Linked DNA regions of Mus musculus: regions 2, 3, 4, 5, 6 and 7 are each linked to region 1. The links are chromatin contacts, called in public HiChIP or PLAC-seq, Micro-C and promoter capture Hi-C maps. All regions are on one chromosome and are shown on one strand. The core of a region is the stretch at or near the end of the contact, and the rest is flanking DNA. Distances in the headings are between cores, read along the strand shown.

Region 1 (3,682 bases), core at 718-3,217:
TGCCTCACCAGTGCTGGGATCAAAGGCACTGGTCACCATGCCTGATTTTAACTATCATTTAAAAACAATTTTTTTTTTGTATTTTGGAATTGGTTTAAGGTTGATGTTCCAGTTTGGATATTGCACTGTTTCAGAAGGCATTTAAACCTGCTTCAAATAGCATTGCAACCTTGGAGTGCCAAGTATGTTGGTAGGTATCAGCAAGAAGGGGTTCATCTTGAGAATTCACTATTAATGAAAGCCATCTTTTGGGAGACACAGTCTCCTTTACAGTTTCCTAGTGAAAACAGTATAAAGCTATTGTCATTTAAAGGAAATGTAACCAAACCTAACCCCAGTGGCTCTCTTTAACACCACTGGAGACTTCTAAGTCTCATTAGTCACTCATGTCACCTGATGGAATGCCATTTTAAACTTTTGTGTCTTCACTATGCTCCACCTTCTGATGAAAACATCTATTAAAAAATTGGTAGGAAAATATTTAACATAATAAGATGATGAGTCGATTTTTTAAACCTCAAAAGGGAAGATGTTTAAATAATGCACCTTTTTATTTTTTAGCTCTGACTCATGACATATAATGTATTCCACCAAGTTCAAAGTTTCCCCTTACAAAGAGTTTTATGAAACAGCTCTTCTTCAGACCAAATTTTTTTTTTTTTTTACTTCAATTATAGTAGCAGATTTTGGAGTTTTAAATCATTAACAACCTCCCAGTGAACTTGTATCCACATGGCTTACAGTCAGAGAGAGAGAGAGAGACCCGTTCCCTTCACTGAGTACCTTTTGTGAGGCGACGCATCCTTTTCTGTTTTCCCTCTTTATGTGTCTCTTTGAAGCAAGATGTGTGATTTCTAAAGTAATGAAAGTATATGGCTTAATGAAGACTGCTGTATGAGCTCAAACTACACACTAGAATTGCTTCAGGGTAAGGCTCAGTTACCTGTGTTCTGGGGAGGTGGGGGGGGAGGCAGGGAGTGAATCACAGAAGTCAAGATCACTGTGTGCACTGTAGGAATAGACCCGTGGCAGTTGAGTCAACCCTGGGGGGCGGGGGGTGACCTAATCTTATTTTCCCTCTTTATCAAGAACCTGTAATTTTAGTTTTGGCTGAATTTTCAAGTGTTAACTCCACCGGACCCTCTAAAATTGGGTATCCATGCCACCCATCCACTGATCCCACCCTATGCTATCTTTTCATTTTTTTTTTTTTTAAAAAAGATTTATTTCCATTAGGCTGTTTTAAGGGAGTATGTGAGAGTCTGTAACGTCCAGACTCAAGGTGATGGGGTGAGAGAGTCAGTCTTTCAGTTACAAAAGCCTGGGGAATTTTATACAGAACCAAACGTAGTTTAATACACAAAAGAAAGTGGTTAGTGCAACCTATTTCCTTAAAAAAAAATCTGTAAAATAATGTTTCAAGAGCGGGGGGGGGCACTTTTCCACCACCCCCCTTGATTGGGCGACTAGCGGGATAAATTCGAAGAAGTCCATCCCACCCCCGCACGCGCGCCCCCCATGCTTTCCAGACAGAGCAGTTGTAAATGCTAGGCTGAGTCCGCCCTGAGAGCCTTAGGGCACCTTCCTCTTTGCTGAGTGTGTGTATGTGTGTGTGTGTGTGTGTGTGTGTGTGTGTGTATGCGCGCGCGCGTGTGTCTAGCTCTCGCTCTTTCCCTCAGTCTGTGCCTCTGTGTGTGTGTGTGAGTGTGTGTGTGTGACAGAGAGAGAGCGCGAGAGGAGAGCGAGAGAGCGAGCTGCGAGCTGTGCTGCCGCCGCCGCTGCCCTTTGATCCCGACATTAGTGTTAGGGGCTCGGAGACACAGCGCGCGGCCATAGACACCGCCGCACCGGCGCTCATTTATTTATACCTCCCATCACACGCGAGCACAGGACACACACACACTCACACCTATTAGATCCGTTTCCATTGAAGAATATTACGCTCGGGGACAAGCCAGGTGCACGACCAAAAAATTAAAAAAAAAAAAAAAAAAGGAAAAAAAAAGAAAGAAAGAAAGAAAGAAAGGAAAGAAGAAAACCCCTCTTCTGGCTCCAGGAAACAAGCTTCAACCCATTGCACACACCGGAGAGAAGGGGTTTCCCCCTGCCCGCCCCCCAACTACCTCCCCGCTCCTGCCAGTGTCTGCCTGTCTGCCCCCACGGGGGTTTATTTGATCTCACATTAACCAAGGAGGAGAATGTGAGAAAAGGGGGAAAATGCCCAGGAGGAAGCAGGAGCAGCCCAAGCGCCTTCCCTCACGTAAGTCATCCCTTCTCCACCTCCTCTCGTGCCATTTTCTCGCCCTCCCTCTCCTCTTTCCCCTCCGCAGCCTCCGCCGTTGTTTTCTGCATTAGTTTAGGGTTACAGAGGTGAAACTGACAAAGACACAGCCCGGGTTACTCCTCGTTTAGGTCTATGCCGAGGCAGCCATGTTGGTGATGATCAGCCCCGTGCCCTTTCTATTCTCTCTCTCTTTTTCTTTCTTTCTCTCGACCCCCTCTTTTTTTTCCTTGGGATCGGGCTTTTCCCCCCTTTCCCTCCCCCTCCTCACTCCGGTTTGCGGGGGAGGGGGCGAGAGGAGGGAGGAGGGGAGTAGTGTGGATGCCGGGTTTTTGTCGCGGGTGGGGGGAGGTGGGAGAGGTTGCAATCTTGGAAAAAAAAAAGAAATTCCGTGTGGATCCCGGTGCACAAGGGTGCGGGGTTGGGGCGCGCGCAGGGCCGAGGCCGTGACATGGCGATTGGGGGTGTCGGGGCGAGGGCGCGCGGCCGCCCGCCGGGCTGGGGACCGGAGAGGTCGGTCTCCGGCTAAAGGTTGCGCCGGGGTGGGTCGGCCCCGGAGCCGCGGGCAGCTGGAGCTGGAGGCGGAGGTGGAGGCGGTGGCGGAGGGGAAGGCAGGGGCGGTCGAGGAGGGTGTGGGGGCGCCGGGGGGCGCGGGTGGCCGATCGGGGGGCGAGGCCGGGCAGCCGAGCGGATGTGGGGTGCGGGAGCCGCGCCGAGGCTGAGGCGAGGCAGCCAGGGCGGCGCGCGGCGCGCGAGGTCCCTGCAGAGCCGAGGGGAGGGCGGAGCAGGGCTCCCGGCCGCAATAAAATGCGGGGTCAGGCGGAGCAGACAGAGCCGGGGCGACGCGGGCTCGCAGACCCCCCTGCCCCGCCAGCCCGAGCAGAGTCCGTGACTAAAGTGCATCCCAGCCCTCCTGGCCCTAGCCACACACGCCAACTGGAGACTCGCGCCGGGCTGCGCGGCCGGGTCCCCGTCCCCTCCTCCACCCGCGCCTCGGGTCCCTCCGCGCCGCCCTCCCGCTTTTCTTTGCGAGACTCTTAACTTTTCCCCCACTCCCTCTCGGGCTCCCCCCTCGTCCCCCCACAAGCTCTCCGCTCGGAGTGTTCCGAGATGCTGCTGAAGCTAAAAGTGAAGGAGAAAGAAGCAACTAAAAATATCCCCCCCGGGGCCGCCGGGCTCCTTGAATGCAGGGGAGAGGGGGCAGGGGAGAAGGCGTGGGGCGGGGTGGCGGGAGGAGGGGACGCGGGAGGCGCCGGAGGGAGGGGTCGGGGGAGACGGAGGGTCAGTTTCTCCTCTTCCCCCCTCCCGCCCCCCCCCTGCTCAGCTCCCCTCTCCGGGGCGGCTTGGCGCTGCTCGGAGCCCGATCCTGCAAAACCCGGGCTGGGGGCGGGAGCGGAGCCG
Region 2 (3,682 bases), core at 468-2,967, 930 kb before region 1:
GAAGGCAGCCTGCCCCTTGTGGTCAGGGTGAGGAAATTTAATTTCACGTTCTAGAAGTGGCTTGTGGTGAGAAGTCAAAGAATTGGGACATCAGTGACACTAACGATGAAGGGTTGTAGAGCTGCTAGTGGTGACAGAGTGGCATCTTCTGGGTGTATTCCCAGAGGACTTCCATATACAAGATGGCATTTGGAAGAACACAGAAGGTGGCAGATCAGAATTCATACCCAGCAGTGGTTTCCACAGCAAAACCAGATTTTCTAACAGGAAAAACAAAAACAAAACAAACAAACAACTACTCTTTTTTTCCCTGAATAACCATAAAGAAAGTTCTTGTGTTCTTATTATGTAAAGATTACATAACACATATCCACCTAATTGAAGTTTATTTTCATTTTGTTTATGAGCATCTGCTTGGGGAAGACCCTGTGGTGGACTAGGGAATTCAGGCAAGCAGCAGAATGTCTCTGCCCTTGATCTACCGGCTGTGGTGGTGAGCAGTGCACAGGTAGACCAGGGTGCAGTTAGCATGTGAAAAACTTTCCGGAGCCTTAACGGAGGTGCTCAGAGAAGAGTGAAAGAGCTGAGCTGTAAAGCATGCAGCGTGATAAAAATGAGATCGTGCGTGAATAGGACAGCCCCGCTACACACGCTTTACATGGGCAGACTCTCATCTCGTTTTAAAGCAACCCTGCAAAGTTGTTTTATTCCTTTCCTCATTTTCAAGTGAGAAAACTCGGAATTCAACAGAGTTGGCAAAGCTGTGAGACCTAGAGTCAGTGTCCAATCCAGAACAAAGCATTCTCGAGTTGCACAGCCAGGATCGCTGCCCGGCGGGGTTCCTTTGCGTTGCTCCTGAGCCAAATAATAACGGAAGGCATGGGAAAATTGAATGTTTGCTTCTCAAAAACTTGTCATAGTAACTATTACACTACGTGCAGTAGATAATAGGAGTATGGAGATATCACCTTGGTTTGATAATTTTAAGCAGGGAAGTCTGAAGGAAAATAAGGAGCGAGGAAGATCGCTATGGCAGCAGAAAGGCTCTCGGAAACCTGGCGCATCCTCTGTCCTGTGTAGAGCTGTAGTTTTGAACATCTTTGGGTACCCAATTAAGGAAGCAGTGTATTACCAAAAGGGATGCTGAAGTACTATGTTCATCCAAGCTCAACTTATGGGTTTCATATAACCAGCATCATATTCTATATAGGAGCCTGGAGGATTTTTTTTTGTTTGTATGTTTGTTTGTGTTTTGATTTCTTAAGCTTTAGCCAGATGAGCCCCTGAAGGGGTGTGGCTTTCAATGAGAATCTCAGAGTAAGTCACACTTTTCCTGTTGAGTAAATTCTCAGTAAAGCTGCCAAATGAAATTCTAGCCCTAGAGAAAACCATTAAGCTTAAGACACTTCCCGAGGAGAGAAAAAATATTCTTGAGGCAAAGGAATGCTTTATTAGAAATCTCCCATAGTGTTTTACAAAAGATCCTGACATTAACACGTTACCTGGAGGGCTCTGAGCCAGGGCCCATACTCGTTAGTTTTCTATTGATGTTGTTTCTGACTAGGATTCCCTTCTACATTTCCTTGCTTGTTTGCCTTAGAAGCCCTGCATTGATATGCGTGTTTACATCAGACAAATGGGGAAGCTACTCTCCAGCCCAGGGGAAGAAAGAAAGATACAGGGGACAAAGCAGAGTGTTGCTAGGGGAGGGTGCCAGCAGCTGCGGTTCCTTCCCATTGCTTATGCAGTAATGTGTACTAATGAGCTCCTCAAAGTCCCTCCTCCTGAGTGGGCGTTTCCATCTCCTAAGAATCAGATATCTCTATTTTCTTTGGTACTTTTGTAAGGGCCCATGATTCACTGAAGAATGGTACTCTGAGCTCAAATAGTATGAAACACAGTGTTTTACTCTGCACAAGTCCAGCATGCTGTGCTCTCCCACTACCAAGATAGAGAGACACCCAAGTGAGCTTGCAGGCCTGACTTAAAGCACATTAGGGATGTTCCGGGAGGGTGACCTCTATGTTAATCTGTCGGGTCCGCCTCTACTGACATTCCATTACCGGGGTGTGGGGGCTGGGAACCTGCTGAGGAGGTGTGGAAACTGTTGCTGAGGAAGTAACTGAGGAAGTCTGGAAACTGCTGCTGACCCATTGTCCTTGCCTCAGGCCAGGTGGCAGGCAGCTTCTGAGGCCTGGATTTGCCTGGACTTGCCAAGTTCTTGTAGACAGAGATTTAGGCCTAGTCTCCTTAACTGCCGATTTGAAGCCTGTCATGGAATCAGCCCAGCCTTCTCTCTTTAATAATCATATTTGTTAGTTTCAAATTACAGTAAATTGGATGGTGGGTACCTTCTAAACCATTAACCTTCCAAATTCTAAATTCTAAGGCCTAGATATGCTGTTAGCTGACTGTGTTGGGAAGAGTTAGAATGAGAACATTTTCGGATGAGCTCACTGGCTTAAAGTATCCACTTTTCTCAATCACCTTGTACTTCAAGCAGAATCCATGATTTATAATTTTTAAAATTAGGTCAAGAGGGAAAATGAATTTCAGTAACATAGAAGCCAGGGTGAAGTGGAGTGCCTAAGGCAGACATCTGCCTGTGTTAGGCACATGTCTGCGTGGCTTGTTTTAGTGTTTTAAATATGGACTATGTTGAAGTTGTAGCAACTTCATCTTTGGAACACTGCCCCACACACTCCCTCTACTGACACACCGTGTACAAACACTGCTTCTGGGCGTGTGAGATGGAATTTCCCCAGAGGCCCACAAAGCATTTAATGAAGTGTGAAGCACAAACATTTCATTACAACATATTGTGTACTTTTGCCTTTAATAACTACATTCTTCATCCAAGAAGTCTCAATAGCTTTCAAAAATGAATTACAGTGGTATTATTTCCCCCAGAATATAGTTTTTCCGTGACGGCAACGGCACTTTCCTAAACTATTGTATTTATTAGCAACCTGTTGCCCTTCGACACCGGGGCCATTTTCATCGACCCTGATCGAGTGCGTATCACTTAAACTTCCTTTAGAAATTATTAAAATAATTTTGTGTTATTGGATTCTCTTGCCTTAACAGTAGGCAATCAGCTCTGAGAATGATGTACTCGAAGGGAAAATGTGAGCGGGGCCTTTAGTTTAGTGAACAGTTAGACTCGCCAATGTAAGGCCCAGCATTTAATGGGGGGATTTTGTGAAGCGAGCAAGTGTTCCCCTGGATTGGGTACTGCAGAGGCACCTGAGCCCCGCATTGTTTTGTTTGATCATTCCACATTTTGATGGAGTCCAGGTAAACCATCTCCTCCTGCCTTCACTCTCTGAGGCCTTATGAGCTGTTTTGACCACATAAGGAGACTTATTAAGAAAGAAGCCACAAGCTAGTGGCTCCAAGCTTCTGCTAGTTATCAGAAGTTACTAATGTGCAACTACACCATTCTAAATCCACATTCAAATCATTTTTAAATGCTGGCAATAGATGTGCACTTGTGTCTCACGGCCCCAGACATCATCACGTTCATGAATCCGATCCAAATGTAAGTAGTAACAGAAACAGACCGTATGAGAACCTGTGTGAGGATGAGGCAGATCTTGGGTGGGATTTATTCATGGCATGAGCCGTGGAATGTCACTTCAGCCTTTGTGTATGTCTGAGTAAAATCACTATTGTGTCTCTT
Region 3 (3,682 bases), core at 856-3,355, 880 kb before region 1:
ATCGCAGCTCGGCAAATTGCATTAGCATTCTCATAAGCCAATTGCATAACGAAAGGACTTCCCGTGTCCGGACTTCCAAGAATTCTACTAGCTGAAATCAAAAGCCTGTCCACAAAATCCTGATATGGTTCATCAGAACTCTGCCGAATGCTAGCTAAACTTCCACCAATCTCTCCTTTGACTGGCAACCTTCCCCAAGCACGGCGTGCGGCCGTCGCAATTTGCGCGTACACTGCAACGGGAAAATCAATCTGATTTGTCTGTCCCTCATAAGGGCCCTCTCCTAAAAGCATGTTGCTATCCCAGTCTGAGTTACCAGCCTGAGCGTTAGAAGCAGCAGTTTTTTTACTGGCGTCTCGCCATTCAGAATCCCAAAGCAAAAAATCTCCTCCTGACAGGGTAGCCTTAGAAAGAGTCTTCCAATCTAAAGGGGTTAAGTGTGACTCCACAACTGTGTCCAGTAATGCTTGAGTGAACGGGGCTGAAGGGCCATATTGCACAACAGCCGCCTTTAACTCTTTTATCAACTTGAAATCTAAGGTCTGGTAATGTCTGCCCCTAGTATCTTGTTGATCAACTACCTCGACCACCGGAAAGGCTAGCGTATTAGACATATTCTGTCCTTTCCCACGAGCCTGACTCACAACCTTTTCTAGCGGCACCTGGTGAACTACAGAAGAGTTACTCTTCTCCGCTTCTGACATCTTTTTTAGTTCCCGAAGCTCATTAGTCAGCCTCTGAAGCTTAATCTCAAACTCTAACTCGCTTAGTCGTGTGTCCCTATGAGTGGCACCTCCCGAAGTGGGGACTACAGGTGGAGCGGGAGATTCACAAGAGGACCAATTCTCATTAAGGTAATGGGCAGCTCCTCTATCTGAGTGATTTTTGTTAAAAATCAGTTTTTCATCCGAGTTTCCACATTTATCAATTTTTGAGTTAAGAAGATCTTTTTCTGAGGAGGCCCTCTCTGACAGGCACTCCTCCTGAGATACCACAAGCTCCGCCTGGGGGCAACTTAGCCCTGGGGAAGTGGCATCTTTTATTGCATCATTTACGAGCGCCCAGAGGCCTAGGGTAAAATTATCTGCCTGAGTGATTTTTAAGGCCTCACCAACTTTCTCCCAGGTTCCACAATCTAGTGTTTCTTCTTCCTTGAACCATGGGCAACAGCTATCTATCTTACCTAAAAAATTTTTTACTAATTGTACTTCGAGCCTTACTCCTCTGGCCTGAAACAACTCCTGAAAACTATTGGCAACCGCCTGATCCATGACTTTAAACCCTTTCTTCTTCCACCTAAGCAGCTTCCTAAAAAGCTGCGGCTAACCTGCCTGTTTCCGTTTCTAGTTCCGATTAACACGCTGCTGACCCAAGCAGAACCAGCGTTGGGTTAGCACTGATTCAAGCTTAATTCGTATCCTACCGCATCCTTAGCAACACTTTACAAAACTGAAATTTTAAGCTAGCGCTAGCATGTGTACCTGTCCGTTGCTCCGATGTCCGATACGAAGATCCTTTCCTGTGGAGCTCCAATGCAGCGTTCCTCTTAGCATCTCTCTGCCATTCTTCAGGTCCCAGTTCCGGCGCCAAAATGTTGCGGCCGCCAGCAGCTCGCAACGTGAACGGTTCGACTGAGAAGGCCGCTCGAGCTGTAAGAGAGGAATCTAGACGGGGCAAAAGAAGAAACGGAGCTAAGGCAATTTTATACTGATCAAAGCTCAAATTTTATTGTTGCGACACCAGTTATGAAGGAAGGGGGAGGGGACCCGATTCCCGCCGAATAATCTCTGGTCTAGTAGAAAGGTGCACGGGTGTGGCTCCGCAGGTTCCAGCAGTGGGCGTGGCAGAACGAATGAGCAGGAAGCTCCACCCCGAGCAAGCAGGTTTCAGGCTGGGGGAGGGGAGACTACAACGTAGGTAACATGTTAGCGTGTCTTTGTATTGTCTCCCTGTACCCCCTTAGGTTAAGCCCACCTTCTGTGAGATTCCCAGTACCAGCAATGCCTATGTGGCCTCCCAAGCCCAGCTGACTGTCTACCACAGTGCTAGAGATCTGGAGCACTAGTGTGTCTTAAAGGCACATGTCCTCAAATGAAAGGCAGCTCCAAGGGTGCACGTCACTGGGGACTATGCTTTTGTCTAATGGGTGTCTCCTCTCTGAGCCTGCAGTCTTATAGAAAAATAACAGTGTAACTGGGAGGGAGCCGTCATCAGACCACCTGTCAGCCCAGTTTTGTGAAACCAACAAAGACAACAAAAGCAAACAGAAGCAGCTGCTGTCTGAGGACATTCACCCCTGGAGACTGGTGCCTCCTCCTGCCTACTGGGGAGCCACAGGAACCACTCCAGCTGAACGCATTTTTTATTTTCCACCTAAAATGATTGTATTTGCATATGTCTATAATCTTAGCCATGTCTACAAAAGTAACAAGCAGAAAATGACCTCCTGGTTATACCGTGGTCTAGCTGGGCACCCAATGATATTACTGGGTATGCAGGAACCTTTTTTAGTGAGCATTTCTCATATGACTCTGTGACTTAACATTTTTACATAATTTCCCAAAACTATCTAGCAACCAGTTTTGTGTTACTTGCATTTACAGCCAATTTGTTGTAAAAACAAAATGCCCAAGGCTTTATAAAGAGAAAAGATTTGCTTACTCCCCACTTTTAGAGGCTCAAAGTACAAACCATTGGTTCGGCTTCTGATGAGTGTAGCAGATGGTATAAGTCACAGCAGGGAAACACTAGGACCAAATAGTCATACCTCATAGGCACACCTCAAACCAGAGGAAGACAGAGAAGCTCAAGTTCTCCAGTCAGTGCTCTTAGAGGGCCCACCTCCAGTGAACTAAATGCCTCCCCCATATTGGGGTTGGGTCAGTCCTTTAAAACATGGACCTTCAAAGGCTGCTCACACCCAAACCACAGCGCATGACATTCCATTGTCAGCAACAAAAACACAACTTCAATGGATATTTACAGGAAAACAGGTATGTGATGCAACTGCCTTTTGCTTCTCTGTCATTTCAACATTACAATGGTTCAATGCAGCCTAGCTGCTCCACACACCAGTGGGTGCAAGGTCACACCTACTTGTGACACCCCAATCACACTATTCTCATTCTCCCTCATTTAGAGAGCCAGTGTCTTTTCCAGTTCCCCGTCTGGTCTGTGAAACTCTCCCTGCCCTCACCATCTCCTCCATGTTACTGCAGGTTCAGCCACTGCCAGTTGTTTTGTTTCTCTGGTCCTCCTTTCCCTGTCCTTAAACTGAGTAATCTCAGGCAGTGACTGCTGCTCTCCCAGGACCAACTTTTTCCCAAGTCAAGTGCACCCCATATCTGTCCCCACCCTTCAGTGACAGGGAGAGTTGAGCTTGATGCTTCAGTGAACCTCAGCTGCTGACTTCGGATGAAAATGGAAAAACACACCGAGGATTTACAGTTACAAGGATTAGAGTCCCGGATTCAAGCCCCTTATAAGATCCCTGAGTGCAACACAAGCTCTGACAGCTCCATGATCTCTTAGATCCTTTCTTCTGGCAAGTAGCAGGACGAGCCAGCTTAAAGCATCAGCAGTGGAAAGTCCTTGTAAATACCTCTTTTATTCTGATTCTAAATGTCTTCCTTTTGATAGTCCTGAATCCTGGGTTCTATCTCTCTTCGAGGAACAAGTTCAC
Region 4 (3,682 bases), core at 306-2,805, 820 kb before region 1:
GCTTTGATGTTTTAGGCAACTAAGGCTTGTGACTGTCATTGACAACATAGATCTTCTTAGTAGATCACCAACACAGGAGGGACAAGGAAATGGGTTTCCAGGGTCTCATCACTACTTCTGGGAATGGCAAATGTAAAAGGATACTTTCTAAGTACCAAAGGTGTACATTTTTATCAATGTTTGTAGGGAAAAGTCAGACAATGTCATCCCCAAAAGAACTCAGATTGCCTAGAATATTCTTTCTTCAGTGTTGCAAGGGGACACATGCAATAAAACACCGGAGTCAAAACAGGAGGCCTCAGGGAAACTTTCCTATCAGGATTGAGAGCGGGATGTCACACTGTATTGAGATCTATTATGGGAAGTGGTTAGGATGTGGTGGCATCCACTGGAGGATTAGAATTTGCATTTGAAGAGAGTTTTAACTTATCCTAAATACCCATCTTCAGAGCACAGATCAGAAGATACTCTGGATATCGTAGGTAAGTAACAGCTTTAAGTGGTCATCTGTATCTTCTCCCACTCCACTTTGAATTCTAGACAGGGAAGAGAGAATCAATTGGAGGAATTTCTGTCTTCCCTGTCAATCATTCATTTAATTAAAAATCCTGTGTGAATACATACCACATTCCTGTCCCCATGCTATTACAGGACAAGAGAAAGGAAAGACAAAAACGCACATTTAGCTGACACTTTCGGGGAAGATAGGCTCATAGTAAAGACATCTATAAGTGAAAAGAATAAAGTGAGATTAATTTTATGTGGGTAAAGATCGGCATGTCCTTAAGTCCTCAGTACTTTCAGAAGGGTCCAAGTCCCTTGAGAAAAAAAAAAAAAAAAAAAAAACTAGCTGAAGCCAGCAACATTCACTTGGAGGAAACTGTTTCCCCTTTATTTTTGTTTGAGTTTTCTTTCATTTGCAAAGATCTATCTCTAAGGAACCTCATGTTCAGCACAAGATCAGTCATAGACTTTCCAGAGAGTTAGGAACAGCAAGCGGGGAGAATAAATACAAACAAGCGAGAGAGAGAGTTTTCTAGACCTCTAACTCAGAGATCTTTACCTGTGAGATGACAGCAAATAGAACTCACAAACACTCGTGCAGAAAATCAGCAGAGAGCAGAGTCCGGGAGAGAATTCACACGGGTCAAATGGAGTTACTTTAAAGCTACAAAATGAATTCCTGAGAACAGATGAGGCTCTCCTGGTGTAGACAAGAGATGGTGCTGGCTATAGGTAGTCACAATAATCAATTGCATATTCACAAGAAATAATTGAATGCATGGAAATACTGAAAAAAGGAAACAACTCAGGGGCATTCAGAAGGCCCTTGGATTGTGGGAATTTCTCTGGCGGGTTCACTGGAGGAACCAGATCCTCTTGCAGGCCACGCCCACTCACTAACAGGCCCACTCTCCAAGCACCGCCCCCTCACTTGAAGAGTCTTGGAGCTGACCAATCCTAAAGCCCATTTTAGCCTAACTACGCCTCCATCTGGCCCGCCGAGCCCCTCTGTTTCCATGGAGACGCTTTCAGCGTCCCCTGTCTGCACCAAGCCAGGCCAACAATCTGGGATGAGAGTACCGCGCCCAGCACCCACCGCCTGCAGAAGCTTAGTCAGGGACACAGAATCACAGGCCCAGAGCTAGTTTTCTAAGGTTTGTGGGGCAAGGCTGGGGACAGGACCTGGTCAGCTCCCAGAAGAGTGGGCGGCTCTTCCTTTCCAAGAACCCCTTCTTCCATTACTTGGGCCCCAGCTTGGGTAAGAGGAGAGAAAAGGCCCTCTCCACTCATCCCCCCAAATCAATTCCCTCGCAGAAGGCGCTCTTCTTGCCCCTTGGACCTTGGTGGGCCAAGAAAAACCAAACCTCTCTAGGCACAGCAGACCTGTTCCGAGGTGGGTGGAAACAGAAGGATCAGCTGTCATTAAAAACATCTCGGGCTCACAAATGTCAGAGAAAGAACCATCCTGAACCATATTGGAGTTTCAGATGTTTGGGGTGGGGTGGGGGGCATTTTGTTGAATTAGTGATTAGTTTCCTAGTGTCTAACTGGGATGTTTTACTTTTTAGTTCATTTAAATATATGATATATGCTGGGTGCACAGTACTGCTACTTAATTATCCACTGGTGTGAGTGAGCCTTGTTTCTTGACATGAGGAGCACAGAGGAATTATTTTGCTAGGTATTTAAACATTTTTTTCTCTTTTCTTTGCTGTAGTATTTTGCTTACAGAATTTTCAGACAGGCCTCTAAGAGCCCAGAGCAATCGGTTATCTGCAAATGTAAGTTGGATAAAATGTGCCTTACCGTCTAAGGCTTTCCCTACCTGATGTTTTGATTGCATTACTACTAAATGTTAGGTGGTGGGAAATGTGTGGTTACTATTTATTTCACAACCCATCCAGCTGTCTACCACAACATGCTAGGAGTATCCAAAATTTCAAACTTATTTATGTGAGCTTGTTTTTCAATCATGTAAAAATAGTCTACTAAATGTATCCTGTGGTTCCCTTCATGTTTTTGGAGCTAAAGAATTCTTATATAAAAAGTTCTGAATCATAAGAATGACTTTGTATCATAGAGGGGGGAGATCATATTTATTTTGAATTTCTCAGTGATGCATAATCATTTCTCTGCTGGGTCTGTTGGCTCCATTTCCCTCATCTCAGCTTTCACCGTCACAGTGGCTGGACCTGGAAATGCAGTCATTAAGACTCGTCCCTCTCTGAACTGCCACTGCAGAGGACACAGTCATCTGCTCTCCTTTTGTGGATCCTGTTGGGGACATGTCAAGGGGGAGTGGGCACAAGGGTTACACTTTGAAGAGTTTCACTTGGGAGCCAGAAATGTAAACTCCCACCACGGGACACATACAGCCTGACCCAGAACTCTCAAACCTTTCTCCCCTGCTTCTCCATTCTCATTTGTCTTTGTACATGGGGGCCAAACTCAGAGGCTGTAACTGCAGCTGATGTGAGTGCCAACCAGCAGATCAAAGGATGTGCCAAATCTTTTCTGAATACCAACTGTAGAATGGCTCCAGGCAGCCTTTTGATCTCTGCCTCAGCCACGTGTAGCACTGCCCGTTCACTGGCATTGGAGAGGAGGGGGAAATGCCCCCTGGGTCCTCCCTAGTGCACTGCTTCAGCCTGGGTTCCAGGGCCTGAGTACATTTTGGTACCAGCTTCAGAGGTTCCCTCCCTCTCTCTCACTGAGTGATTGCCTGCCTGCAGCTTTCTTCTGTAGGGATGAGTTGGGGTGGACCCGATGGCCAAGGGTTGAGGGCGGCTTCCATTTTTACTGCTGACCTAGGCCAGGTAGTGCACAGCAGGAATGGACTAAGTTCCTTATTGCTGAGCTGAAGTTAGGACAGCGAGGGCTGGGAATCATGGGAAAATGACTCAAGTCGCATTAATAGTGAACAGGGGCTTTTGTCACTCTAAAACAGAACAAGCCTGAAATGAGAGCTTCCTCCACACACTGGCATTCCCTTCCTCTTCTTCTGTCCTCCTCTGCTGCTGTTACTTGTGGGAATGTAGCTACTTCCTGCCTTAATAAAAAGAAACATAAGATCAAACTTATAAGGCATCAAAGAGAGGAAAATAATTTGGTACAGGAACACCCTGAATATTGAGTGTATTTCAAATGCCACATGAAGCCTGTAATTCAAACTACACAC
Region 5 (3,682 bases), core at 699-3,198, 790 kb before region 1:
ACACACACAAATACATAAGCGCACTTACATACACTCACACATACACATGTACATACACTCAATACATGCACATACACATGTACACACATGCATGCATGCACACCCAAACACATACATATATGCACACATATACATATGAATAAACACCTATGCACACATGTGCACACATGCAGCCTCTCTGGACCCTCCTATGCTTCCCTCATAAATGACCACACAAGTGGAATAGGAGGATACAGAATTTAAGAGAAAAGTCACTATTCAAGCCAATAAACAATTACTAATGCAGAAGTCCAAAATATGTGCCTACAAAGTCACTATACCAAGAGATAGGCTTAAGCACTGGAAGATTTTAGTGGTGACATTACCATAAACCTACCAAGACAGGAAAGTGATTAGAACCCGATTTAAGTATCTGAAGTACATTTTTAAGTGCAGAGGGGTACTATAGTGTATGCAATGTATCTTACATGTGTGTGCAAGACACCAATGTTAAGAAATAATCTTTAAAATCTGTGATTAAATCCACTGTTCCCAAGTCTTTCCCCAAACTGCGGTACCTCTTATTCTCGGGTGTGCTTTCTGGTGCTCCCCCCGCCCACACACACACAAGCATGGTGTTCTGGGTGACTGACTTTTTTGCCTGTCCTGGAGTTGGTGCCACAGCCCTCTTCATGGATTCAGTTGTATGTGGTGCCCCTCTTTGTTCCAAATGCTTTTCTTGCATATTGCTGTTTAGTAGGGATTTTAAAATTGTCACTGGGTCTTCAGTGAGGATTGCACCAAATTCCAATGTTATTCTCCAGTGTACTGCAAAACGTGAAGGGGGTTTTCCCATGTGTTTTTAATAGGTACATATTGCCAACAAAAAGTTTCCTCAGTTTCTACGTTTCTTAGACATTATGGGCTTTTAACATTTTAAAATAATTTTCTAATTTTTTCTGAGGTGATCATAAAGTTTGCTAAGATGATAATAAAATTACTAAATTTTCTAAAATTGGACTATATCCCTCAATTCTGGGGTAAAACCTACTTACATGGTGTAGCTTTGATTTGTTCTCTCTCTCTCTCTCTCTCTCTCTCTCTCTCTCTCTGTGTGTGTGTGTGTGTGTGTGTGTGTGTGTGTTTGTATGTATGTGTACATTTTCATCTAAATCATAGGGTTAACCTGTAATCTTTCTTTTCCTGCCCTACAATTTTATAGAAAACATTGGGAGGTTTAAATCAGATAATTATATGCCAAGCGTTGCGATCAGCATCTGTACATGAAAGACTATGGCTGTTGCTGTAATTAGGGCTGTGCGGCTGCTGTGCACAGCTGCATCTGCTTTTGTGCTCCTGCCTCATTCTTGATAAGGTTCGAAGCGACTTCTCTGTCTTTTATATAAGTAGCTGTTTGTTTTGTGAGATGCCCCCCACCTCCTTCTATTTTATTATCTTTCAGTTTACCCTTGATGTGTTCTCTTCTGCTCTGTCTTTGGTCTAATTTCATTGTGTCTGTTTCGTTATTTCTTTCTGTCACCCTGAGTTGGAAGTGCCTTCCTCGCTCGCTCGGAACGGCTGCTCCCTGTTTTCACAACACTCCTGTGGGAAGCTTCCTTCTGACCTGAGGACGCTTGCTTCTCAGGGATGTGATGTTTGGGCATCTTTAAAACCCCAAATATGTCAAGAGTCCATAAAAGGCTTCACTTTGAAGCAATGAATAAATTAGAGATTTGTTTATGCATTTGCAGACGAATGGTTTTTGTGTGTGCTTGCTCTCTGCTGCTTTCATTCAGTGGAAATGAGGGTTTGAGGAGGGAACCTTGGCTCAGATGATACACCGTGCATGATATAAGCTCATGAAATTTCCAGTGTAGCTAGTACAGCCAACTTTTATAAAAACAGTCTTGTACGTTTTAGAAATTAATCCATGTTGTACATTAATTTGCTGAACAGTTGGCAGACATAGCTTTTGGGATCCAGTCACCAGCTTGCTTGAGTCTGTTATTCCCTTCAGCCGGGTATGTGTTAGCCATGTAATTTTTCTTTTACTGTATCTGTAAGTTTCTGAGAGAAAATTCATTTCAATCACTTTGTCTTCATTGTCCTGTTGATTCTCTACATGTTGAAGCCGTTGCATCTGGTGCATTTTTTTCTGCCTGCCGTATTTCTCAGTGATCCATCCATTTATAGACCTCTGAGCCTTCTGCTCTTCTGATTGTTTTTCTGCTTGAATTCTGTTCTGTGTGCTGTTGATCGTGCTGCGAAGGCTGCCTGCTCGCCTCCTGTTAGCATTTTCAGTGTTGTTCAGGAACTAGAAAGAGACAACGCACTCCCTGCCTGCTCTCTATTTTATGTACAATTTTTTTTAAGTTTGAATTCAACATTGTTTTGTATTCTCAAAAATACCTTCTCCTTGTTTTACAACACTCTTGCTAATTACAAAACTTGATTTTAAATATTGTTAGTCCTGACTAGTAATTTTCTAGATATTCATGATAGCTGCCATAAGGTCAACATGCTATTTATGGCAAGTTATCTCTCCCAGACTCTGTCTTGGCAGAGGGTCAGAATGATCAGTGTCTGTGCTTTTCATTATTGCGCTTCTCACCGCTTTCTGGAAGTTTGATCCCTCATGCACGGGGCCTGCGAGGAGCATTCATCTATCTCTCTCTCTCTCTCTCTCTCTCTCTTTCTCTCTCTCCCTCTCTCTCTCTCTCTCTCTCTCTCTCTCTCTCTCTGTGTGTGTGTGTGTGTGTGTGTGTGTGTGATACTCATCTCTTTATAATGATAATCAAAGAAGGTTTACTCCAAATGCCTTATAACTCTGTCCTTAAGTCTGACAAGGGAAAGCACACCCTGAACTTACCTTTCATGTGGAAGAAAGTTAAAGGATGCTAATGAAAACTGTGTCATTGGTGAGGCAGTCACCTTAGAACCACAAAAATCAGTTCTGGAGTTGCCCTTGAGCATTGAGATGTAACCTGTCTTTTTACTCAATTTACCATAGGTTTGGTTTTTTTTTTTTCCATCTAAAAAATACAAAATGACAGTGGTAAAATGAGCCTACGCTCGTAATGAACTTAATTTTTCAAAAGGAAAAGGAAGAAGTAGGTTTAGCAGAGCCCCTGGGAAAGGGGACAGAGAGGCGGCTGAGGGAGCGAGGAGGTTCTGAAGAGGTGAGGTCTTGTTCAGTTTTCACAGCAAATGTCATCACCTCACTGAAGAAATGTCACACTATAAAAAAAATCAAAATGCAAGTTTTTCTATTTATTTTCATACTAAAGAGCATGAATAATGTTTGGCTGTCATTTTTTAAATTATGTACTTTTTCCTTTTGTGTTTTAAGGGTGTCACATTTCTCCTAAGTACTTGTCAACCGAAGAGCCTCATGTACATGTTTCCTGTCATCATTTTAATGCTTTTAAGTAATCCTAAGAAGTGTATGTTTGAGTGTGTGCATGACTGGGAGTGCATGTGCTAGTGTATGTGCGTGTGTTTAGAGGCAAAAACACAAGAACAGAAAGCTGGAAACCATAGGTGCAAAGAATCAACTGCTTTTCCTTTTACAGAGAAGCCTCTTCATGTAGTTGTTTTATGTGAGAGATTTCAAAAAAAAAAGATGTAGAAAAAGTTCTAATCAACTTCTGTACATTATGTAGAACTTCATTTTCTAAACTCTGCAAAAGAAAGTTTCATATTT
Region 6 (3,682 bases), core at 398-2,897, 680 kb after region 1:
TTTCAGAGAATAAATCTTTCACTATGATAAGAGCCTATAATAAGTAATATTTATAGGGAACAGAAATATACTAGAGGTGGCTAATTAAATTGATTTAAATAATAAAATAAATTATTTTACATTTAAGAAAAAGAAATATAGATTCTTTGGATAACGGTTACATAGGTAAACATAATTTGTGCAACCTCCCGATTTCCAAGAATTATGGAAATGGAGTTAGTTCCCTTCTTTCCAATAGAAAGACACCTGAAGAGGAATTATTACAGGAAAAACTTTTAGGAATACAAAAAGATCTGAAAACACTTAGAATGTTTTTCTGAAACATATTTTTGTCTTTGTTGTTTCATTTATAGAGGTGAGCTAAGCAGTGCTATGAAAAGATAAAACCTTAAATACATTTTGGTTCAAAAATATTTAAGCTTTTTGATTATAGTGAATACATTATCAACTGACAGACACAGGGTGACTACTTTCAGCATACAGGACCATAGGCTACAATACAAATGTTACTCTAACTCCGTAGTTTGTAGTCCCTTGGAAGAAAGGGCAAAGCAATAAAAGCTTTTTGACAGCTATTCCTTAGTTACCATTTTTACCATCAAAATAGAGAAAATACTTATGTAGCTCTTGAGGTTCAGAAATTCACCTTTGACCATCATTTATTTGCAACACATACTAAATACCTACAATGTATTAAGCCTAGAAAGGATATTTAAAGGCATTTTGAAGACAGCATCCCTGATGTCAAGAAGCCGAAGAGGTAATAAACAAGAGATTAAGTCACTAATGGGAAGAGGACAGGGTGCTACAAAGTGCTTCTCGGAAGTCCTAAAGACAGGCACTCAACTCGGAAACTCACTTGGTCTACTAACCGCAGTCCCAACTGAGAACACGTCGCTCTATGAGAAAGATAGAACGTTTGCCTATCATTTCCATAAAGTCTGGGACTGGACTAGGAGCACTGGACTTCATGGCGGCAAGATGCTATGAGTCAGTCCACAATTATTAAAAAAAAAAAAAAAGGATTACTTCTTACAACCAAATGCCAACATAGCCGTCTGACTGTGAGGGGAAGCTTGGGGGATCTGCTGGGTGCGGAGCGTCCTCCACAGAAGGGTTAGCTTGAGGGTGGGAGCGGGGGTGGGGGGAAGGGGCAGTGGAGGGTGGCGAGCAGAGGCTATGGCATCTGCGACCGTTCTCGTGGCAGCGGGCCGTGTCTGGAATACAGACGCCCTGAGGCCGGGATGGCCGAACGGACGCGCGCGGAACGCTCCGGCGTCCCAGATGTGCAGCTGGAGCCGGTTGCCACGCGCTACGGTCTCCGCTACTGAGGCCTAACTTACAGGCGTTCCGACTGTGTCCCTAAGAGTCTTCCCAAGGTGGCAGCCGGCCGCCTAACACCAAACCTCTCCCGCGAATTCTCGTACCTGGAGACAGCGGGCCCCTTACAGCGGGGCGTGCAGTAGCCAAAGCAGCGCTAGCCGTCAGGTCTTAGCACACAGCGTGTTCTTACCGCCACCGGCAAAGATGGCGGTGCACAGCCGCCGCCTCGCGCAAGGCATGAGGGCATAGTGCGCGTGCGCGACAGAGCGCAGAGTCGGCGCCCTGGAGGGAGTGATGACGTTGGTGACGTCATTGCGCCGCGACGCCAATGAACTGAGGGAGCCTAGAATCGTCGAGCCGCAGTGGGAGTGGCGGGGGCCTGAGAACCGGAATTGTGGCGAATCAGGTGTGTAAGACAGCGGCTCTCCCTCGGTTTAGAGAACTGTGTGCTAGCGGGCGCAGGTAGAGCCCTTCTCCCTAGTCTCGGCGGCGTTAGGCTTGCTGTCTCCTCAGGCTTTGTGGGCCTTGCTAATCCGGTAAGACGGAGGTGGTAGGCAGGATCCCAAGTCTAATTCTCAGCTCCTTCAGTATTACTGTTTAAGGCCAGGAACCCATTTCTTCCCTAGCGTTTTGTCTCATCTACTTGGCTGTTCTTTGAATTTTGTTCCCGTGTCGAGATGGGCCGCCCCTCTCCCCCTACATCTCCAATGGCATGGTATTCATGTTTTAACGGAATGTATGTCTCTGTGATTATGTAAATTATAAATTATTATTGTTTGTGCGGTGGTTATAAGGATAGTTTGGAATCCAAAGGGACGTGTCAAGGTGGTGGTCTATAGTTATGTTAGCCTTGTAGCAGAACTTTATGGAATTTATTATAAGTATAATTTACAATAGTGTAAAGTAGCCATAAAAGTCACCGAAACAATTTAACATGGTTTTCACTCTCCAAGAAGTTTTTTTTTCATACTTTTCATAGATTTACTAGGATTAACAAAAGGTAAGGAGGATGAAGGAAATATGAGTGATTATTTTGCCATTGAAATTTTACTTTATTTTTTTTTTTTGATATATTTCTGTAGACAGAGTATTGATAGCTTATTTCTTTGCCGTCAGTGAAATTAGCCAGTTTAAGCCAGATTAGAGTATATTAAATGCAGGTTTATTGGGAAGCTGATCTTAGATGGGCGAGTTCACTAGCCCCAAGGACGAAGGCCAGGGAAATCTCCATGGGGAAGCGGGGGGGGGGGGGGGGGGTAGGAAAGAGAGAAGGGGTTGAGTGCACGCAGAGAAAGAAGTGGAAAACAGGAAGAGAGACCAAAACGTCTGGTTTATATAGGGAGAAACCTCTGGGGGAAGGGCAGCCCAGCCCTTGGGCTGGAAAGTTCAAGGTTCCAGGCAGGATATCCAGATAGGGACTGAGGGATGCTGGGAGAACCTGGAAGCCAGGTCCTGCTTTGGTATTTAAAATATGCATCTCATTCCCTGGTCCCGGGTCTGAAACCAAACAGGTATCTCTGTGTAGTCCTGGAGCTCACTGTGGTCGACCAGGTTGACCTGGAACTCAGATTCTTGTGCTTCTGCAGCCTTTGCCTCCCTGAGTACTAGGATTACAGATATGTGCCACAACGCTGGGCACTGAAATTCTGTTTTTATATTTTTGCAGAAGGATTGTCATGGCATGGTAGAATGTATATTGCTTGTCTCTCTATAGAATAATTTAAAAATGACCACACCGAACAAGACACCTCCTGGTGCTGATCCTAAGCAGTTGGAGAGGACAGCAACAGTCAGGGAAATTGGGTCTCAGGCTGTTTGGTCACTCTCTTCCTGCAAACCAGGTAAGCAAAACAAAACCCCAGACTATGATAATCATTATTTACAATCAATCTTCTCTTCTCTTCTCTTCTCTTCTCTTCTCTTCTCTTCTCTTCTCTGAGACATGGTTTCTCTGTGTAGCCCTGGCTATCCTGGAACTTGCTCTGTATACCAGGTTGGCCTTAAATTCAGAACCTCTGCCTCTCGAGTGCCGGGATTAAAGGATAGCCTACTTAGAGTTTTCTTCTGCACTAGACTACCTTTAATGTACTTTTTGTGCAGATACTTCAATTTTAATGAACTGAGTTTTCATTTATTGCATATTTTTATCCAGCTACATTACTAATATCAATAAGATGTCTAGTATTTAGTATTAGATTTAACTTTTTCATAAGATCCTCTCCCATCTCTGGTATTATGTAGTTGTTATTTAATACACATTTGGTGCTTGCTGTCCTTTCTGGAAGCATCTAAGAGTTTTCTTGGAGTCTATGTCTTTTGCTAGGATGTGTCATGGTAGGTTATATGTGTAGTTTTTTCC
Region 7 (3,682 bases), core at 709-3,208, 610 kb after region 1:
ATATAAATTGAGCAAAGATTTTATTTGAAGGATGAGAAAATTAATGCAATGCAATCTTGCACATTTCAATCACAAAGAACAAATTTTGAAAGTTTTAAAAATTATCAAGCTATGAGCAATGTAATGTTAACCTTTATACATATTCCCCACAAATACATATGGGATATGAAGTTAGTCCCATAATTTCTTATTGAAGGAATATCAAAACCAGTATCAGAAGGCATTGCCTTCTCTGTGCACACACAGTCTGTTAATTGATCATATAGTACCTACTCACTTTAGGAAATGTATTTAAAGCACAAGTTTAGATATTAGTAAAAGAAACTATAGGTCTACAAGGTTGAATTCATTTTGGACCTGGGGAAGCACAGCTGGTAGAATGCTTGTTTAGCATGCATGAAGCTGAGTTTCATTCCCAGTGCCACACAGAACAGGATGTGGTGGCATACCAGTGATCTTAGTATTTGGGGAGGGTGGCAGGAGGCAAGATGGCCAGGAATTCCAGGTCATCTTTGGCTATATGGCAAGTTCAAAGCCTGACTGGGGTATATGGAGTATGCCTCTTAAACTAAGTCAAACAAAAAACAAAACCCTGGATTTCTCAAAGTGTTTCCCCTGTACAAGTAAACATTTTAAATTTGGGTCAAGGATTTTTAAAAAAAAAATTATTTAGCTTGCGATATATTTTCTAAAAATAGCACATTTATAGGAATATTTAAATATTAATAGCTTACATTTTAAGTAACGTGTTGCAATCCTACCACCTGGCATGTCTTGGCACCATTCCCAAGAATGCCTACACCTTTAAACCTAAGGTAATTTACCACTTTTCTTTTTCCAACACAACGTCAAGACCGAAGTTCTAATAAATTTAAATGATACGAGATGCTATTGTATGCTAGTAAAATAAAATTCTGACGTCCCAAGAGGTTAAGTTCCGGATTCGCAAACCCAATTGGACTGCTCAGGTCGGATTCCCCGTAGCGTTATCACCGAATTAAAAAAAAAAAAAAAAAAAAAAAAAAGAAGTAATTTCTTCTAACAGGGACAGCTCTTTGTGTGGCAGAGCGCAGCTGCTGTGACAGAATGAGCAGGCATGCCCTTGGCAAAGCCAGATCTTGTCAGAGTGTGAGCTGTCCCAATTTCAATCAACTGTCAACGCTTCATTGAGGGTCAAAATGGCTTAGGCTGGCGGCTCCAAGGGCCTCGGGTGAGGTGCCCGGTTTTCTGCTCTAAGCGTTTAGCCACCCCTAAGAAAACGCTAGGAGGGGAGGCCCTGAGTGGGGTGCGGACAGGTGCGTCCTCTGGAACTACACAAAGGGCCGGCGGCACCGCCACTGAGCCCCTAGCAACTGCACGCAAGCTGCGCTCGCGCGCTTTCCGCCGCCCCACGGCGCTCAGGGCGGGAGGCTCGCCGGGAGGGCGGGGCAGCGCGCGCAGGTCAGCGGCGTAAGCGACAGACACCCTCGGGCCTGCTCGCGGACGCGGCCTGGGAAGCGCGAAGGCAGTTCTAGGTTCGGCACCGCTAGCATTGTAGGGATTTGTAGTCCGCGAGCCCGTGGGGCACCTCCCCTCCGGGTAGGCCGACCCAGGCGTCCCCGCCCTCTGCACGAGGACTTCCTGCCGCGGCTTAAACTACAACTCCCGTCGTCCGCTGCGCCGAGGGCTGAAAGCGAAAACAAATTCTAGGCTGCGAGGTTGCTGCCCTCCGCCCGGCGCCCCTTCCCGCTCCCCGCCCCTCAGGCGCCCTCCGGCGAGGTGGGGAGACGAGCGGCCGTGGCTTTCTCTCCGCGTTTCCTCGGTTCTCGGCGTGGGGTGCGTGCGGGAGACGCAGGCCTCGCTTAATCTCAGCCGGGCGCGCCGCCGGGGCTTTTCTCGCCTCACACCGGTCGAGACCCGGAAACTTGTGGGGGCGGCGACCCCCGGGCTGCCCGCGGGCGCGTGTCCCTCCGCGGAGGCGGCCGCGTGCGGATGGCCATGCACTAGGCTGGGCTCACCTATGCTCCGGGAGAGCGCCGGCCACCGCCTCGGGCCGCTGCCGCCACCGCCTCTTCCTGCCGCCGCTCGCCGTGTCCGCGTCGGAGCCGGAGCCCGAGCCGCAGCCTGCCCCAGGCCCGGGCGTCGAGCAGCCGGCGGCGCGGCCATGTGGGGCTAGTTCGCCCCGCGCACGCTGCAGCGGACCGGCAACATGGAGGCAGCCGTCGGCGCGCCCGACGGCGTGGACCAGGGCGGCGTGGGGCCGCTGGAGGATGAGACGCCCATGGACGCCTATCTGCGCAAACTGGGCTTGTATCGGAAATTGGTCGCCAAGGACGGGTCGTGCTTGTTCCGGGCTGTGGCCGAGCAGGTAAAGGACCCGGGCCGGAGCCGGGCGGGCGCGGGGCTGGGTGCGACATGCCGCCCGCAGCTGCCTGGCCGCCCACGGCGGGGCTGCGCGTGGCTCGCTGTCGTCACAGCGGCCCATTGTAACGCCGGCACGGGACCGAGTGAGGACATCTCGGGCGGCCTGCTCGCAGCCTGACCGCCAGGGACCCAGCGACATGCTGTTTTTGAGTTGTGTTCCGCGTTCACCTGCGCTCAGTTTTTAGCAGCCGAGTGTTCCCACTAGTTAACCTCATGTTTACTGGAGGAGGTGCGGCACTCAGTGTGACTGCTTCACATTTTTTTTTTCCTGTTGCTGGACTTTGGAATGCGGGGTAGTCGGTCTCACCGGTGTCACTCGAAACAGGCGGCCAACTTTGCTGTTTAAGGAAAGCAGTCTTCCTGTATAGGGTCTTCCCAGTGACTTAATCTTGAGTAGGTCCCATACTATACTATGTTGGAATCAGGCAAGAATTTACTCTTCTAAAGGCCTTTAAGTAATAGGATGGATTTTCAGTATAGGCACATGTCGGGTTTTTTTTTTTGTTTCCGTTTTTTGTTTTGTTTTCCTTATTGGTCAAAAATTATTCCCAGTACAGATCGAACATTTTACCAAAGAGAAGTGAGTTAGAACTCAGGAGTGGGACGAGTTCCAGGGAAGAATACTCAAGGCTTTTCTTTTTTGAGAGCGAGCCCTTTTCCCCATGTTATGTAATCAGATGTAGGTGTGGGGTCACCAAAACCCATCCTATATTTGAAGACTAGCTGCTAAAGTAGTTGGATTAAAAAAGTTTCACATTACTGCTCCAGTTTGTATTTCATACCATTTACAGTTTGCTTTCCTTTGGCTTAATCTGGAGTTTTTATGGTTTTGTCCCCTCCCGCCCGCCCCCTTTTGTGAGCTAACTAGCTTTTAAGATTTCTGTTTTAGAATCACCAGGCTATGTATTTTTCAGAGTATGTAAATATGGAACACTTTGCACTTATGACAGGTATGTCCATTGAAACATTCTTTGATGCTTCCCAAACCATCCTACCATTTGATATCTCTTATTTTCAGAAATGTAGGAAGCTCCAGTGTGGGTGCTGTTTCCAGCCCAGTCTTTACTGTTACATAGGTAAACAGTCTGCTCCATTTGTGAGTTTTCCAGATGAAGAAGATTGTCTCCTTGTCTCAGCCTTCTTGGCCTCTAGCACCTCTAGAAGCTGAAGAGGGGAAGTGAAGTCATCCCATGGTGTCGGTTTATATTATAGTGCATTAGCAAGTTTGTGGAGGATGGAGGTAGAGGTTAGTGTTTGGAGTTGAGTTATCCAGGCCTAT

Evidence for each region. Promoter capture Hi-C pulls out the DNA fragments that hold promoters and counts their contacts. A called contact is a pair of places that touch in the nucleus more often than the background predicts. HiChIP or PLAC-seq counts read pairs in DNA pulled down with a chosen protein or histone mark. Capture Hi-C pulls out chosen DNA fragments and counts their contacts.
Region 2: a contact with region 1 is called in an H3K4me3 HiChIP or PLAC-seq map of embryonic stem cells, with 5 times the contacts expected there. The contact joins the enhancer-like site here to the promoter of Zfp827 in region 1. A contact is called at or near these places in 8 of 115 datasets of contacts at active chromatin or transcription factors (astrocytes, cardiomyocytes, differentiating embryonic stem cells and 2 more).
Region 3: a contact with region 1 is called in a Micro-C map of embryonic stem cells, with 5 times the contacts expected there. The contact joins the enhancer-like site here to the promoter of Zfp827 in region 1. A contact is called at or near these places in 1 of 484 Hi-C or Micro-C datasets (embryonic stem cells) and 3 of 115 datasets of contacts at active chromatin or transcription factors (craniofacial prominence, embryonic stem cells and stem cell-derived neural progenitor cells).
Region 4: an H3K4me3 HiChIP or PLAC-seq map of embryonic limb bud shows a contact between it and region 1, with 3 times the contacts expected there. The contact joins the promoter of Ttc29 here to the promoter of Zfp827 in region 1. A contact is called at or near these places in 2 of 39 promoter capture datasets (cranial neural crest and embryonic stem cells), 1 of 484 Hi-C or Micro-C datasets (embryonic stem cells), 4 of 115 datasets of contacts at active chromatin or transcription factors (astrocytes, embryonic limb bud, embryonic stem cells and 1 more) and 1 of 9 other capture datasets (adipose tissue).
Region 5: a contact with region 1 is called in a promoter capture Hi-C map of hippocampal neurons, with 5 times the contacts expected there. The contact joins the enhancer-like site here to the promoter of Zfp827 in region 1. A contact is called at or near these places in 6 of 39 promoter capture datasets (the 3T3-L1 cell line, cranial neural crest, frontonasal cranial neural crest and 2 more), 4 of 484 Hi-C or Micro-C datasets (adipose-derived mesenchymal stem cells, cortical neurons, cumulus cells and 1 more) and 11 of 115 datasets of contacts at active chromatin or transcription factors (the NIH/3T3 cell line, astrocytes, cardiomyocytes and 7 more).
Region 6: a contact with region 1 is called in a promoter capture Hi-C map of liver, with 2.4 times the contacts expected there. The contact joins the promoter of Anapc10 here to the promoter of Zfp827 in region 1. A contact is called at or near these places in 2 of 39 promoter capture datasets (cranial neural crest and maxillary cranial neural crest), 5 of 484 Hi-C or Micro-C datasets (Sertoli cells, embryonic stem cells, muscle stem cells and 1 more) and 2 of 9 other capture datasets (adipose tissue and liver).
Region 7: a Micro-C map of embryonic stem cells shows a contact between it and region 1, with 9 times the contacts expected there. The contact joins the promoter of Otud4 here to the promoter of Zfp827 in region 1. A contact is called at or near these places in 2 of 39 promoter capture datasets (hippocampal neurons and neural stem cells), 9 of 484 Hi-C or Micro-C datasets (CD4 T cells, CD8 T cells, bone marrow-derived macrophages and 4 more), 16 of 115 datasets of contacts at active chromatin or transcription factors (CD8 T cells, astrocytes, bone marrow-derived macrophages and 11 more) and 2 of 9 other capture datasets (adipose tissue and liver).

The regions. Positions count from the first base shown.
Region 1 is chr8:79,026,470-79,030,151 of GRCm38.p6, forward strand. Zfp827 (zinc finger protein 827) reads left to right here and starts at 1,968. Exons shown (of 15, transcript NM_178267.3): 1 at 1,968-2,260. The coding sequence starts at 2,218.
Region 2 is chr8:78,096,569-78,100,250 of GRCm38.p6, forward strand. No RefSeq gene overlaps it. Among named protein-coding and RNA genes, the nearest start is that of Gm6360, 26 kb to the left of the region's middle. Within about 2 kb of position 1,718, at least 34 of the 459 cell types and tissues checked have an H3K27ac peak or open chromatin away from gene starts, as enhancers often do. A contact at or near this core is called in differentiating embryonic stem cells and embryonic stem cells, where this site is marked.
Region 3 is chr8:78,145,321-78,149,002 of GRCm38.p6, forward strand. No RefSeq gene overlaps it. Among named protein-coding and RNA genes, the nearest start is that of Gm39202, 66 kb to the right of the region's middle. Within about 2 kb of position 2,106, at least 19 of the 459 cell types and tissues checked have an H3K27ac peak or open chromatin away from gene starts, as enhancers often do. A contact at or near this core is called in embryonic stem cells, where this site is marked.
Region 4 is chr8:78,211,787-78,215,468 of GRCm38.p6, forward strand. It overlaps Ttc29 (tetratricopeptide repeat domain 29), which reads left to right and starts at 1,556. Exons shown (of 14, transcript NM_183096.3): 1 at 1,556-1,762; 2 at 2,222-2,285. It overlaps Gm39202 (a long non-coding RNA gene), which reads right to left and starts at 1,507. Exons shown (of 3, transcript XR_878950.3): 1 at 1,064-1,507.
Region 5 is chr8:78,231,778-78,235,459 of GRCm38.p6, forward strand. The region is part of intron 5 of Ttc29 (tetratricopeptide repeat domain 29); the gene reads left to right. Among named protein-coding and RNA genes, the nearest start is that of Ttc29, 20 kb to the left of the region's middle. Within about 2 kb of position 1,949, at least 7 of the 459 cell types and tissues checked have an H3K27ac peak or open chromatin away from gene starts, as enhancers often do. A contact at or near this core is called in hippocampal neurons, where this site is marked.
Region 6 is chr8:79,710,116-79,713,797 of GRCm38.p6, forward strand. It overlaps Anapc10 (anaphase promoting complex subunit 10), which reads left to right and starts at 1,648. Exons shown (of 5, transcript NM_001357234.1): 1 at 1,648-1,729; 2 at 3,038-3,164. The coding sequence starts at 3,050. Abce1 (ATP-binding cassette, sub-family E (OABP), member 1) reads right to left here and starts at 1,625. Exons shown (of 18, transcript NM_015751.2): 1 at 1,428-1,625.
Region 7 is chr8:79,637,718-79,641,399 of GRCm38.p6, forward strand. Otud4 (OTU domain containing 4) reads left to right here and starts at 1,959. Exons shown (of 21, transcript NM_001256033.1): 1 at 1,959-2,347. The coding sequence starts at 2,189. It overlaps Gm51579, which reads right to left and starts at 2,188. Exons shown (of 1, transcript XM_030243905.1): 1 at 1-2,188. The coding sequence starts at 2,145. The coding sequence ends at 1,636.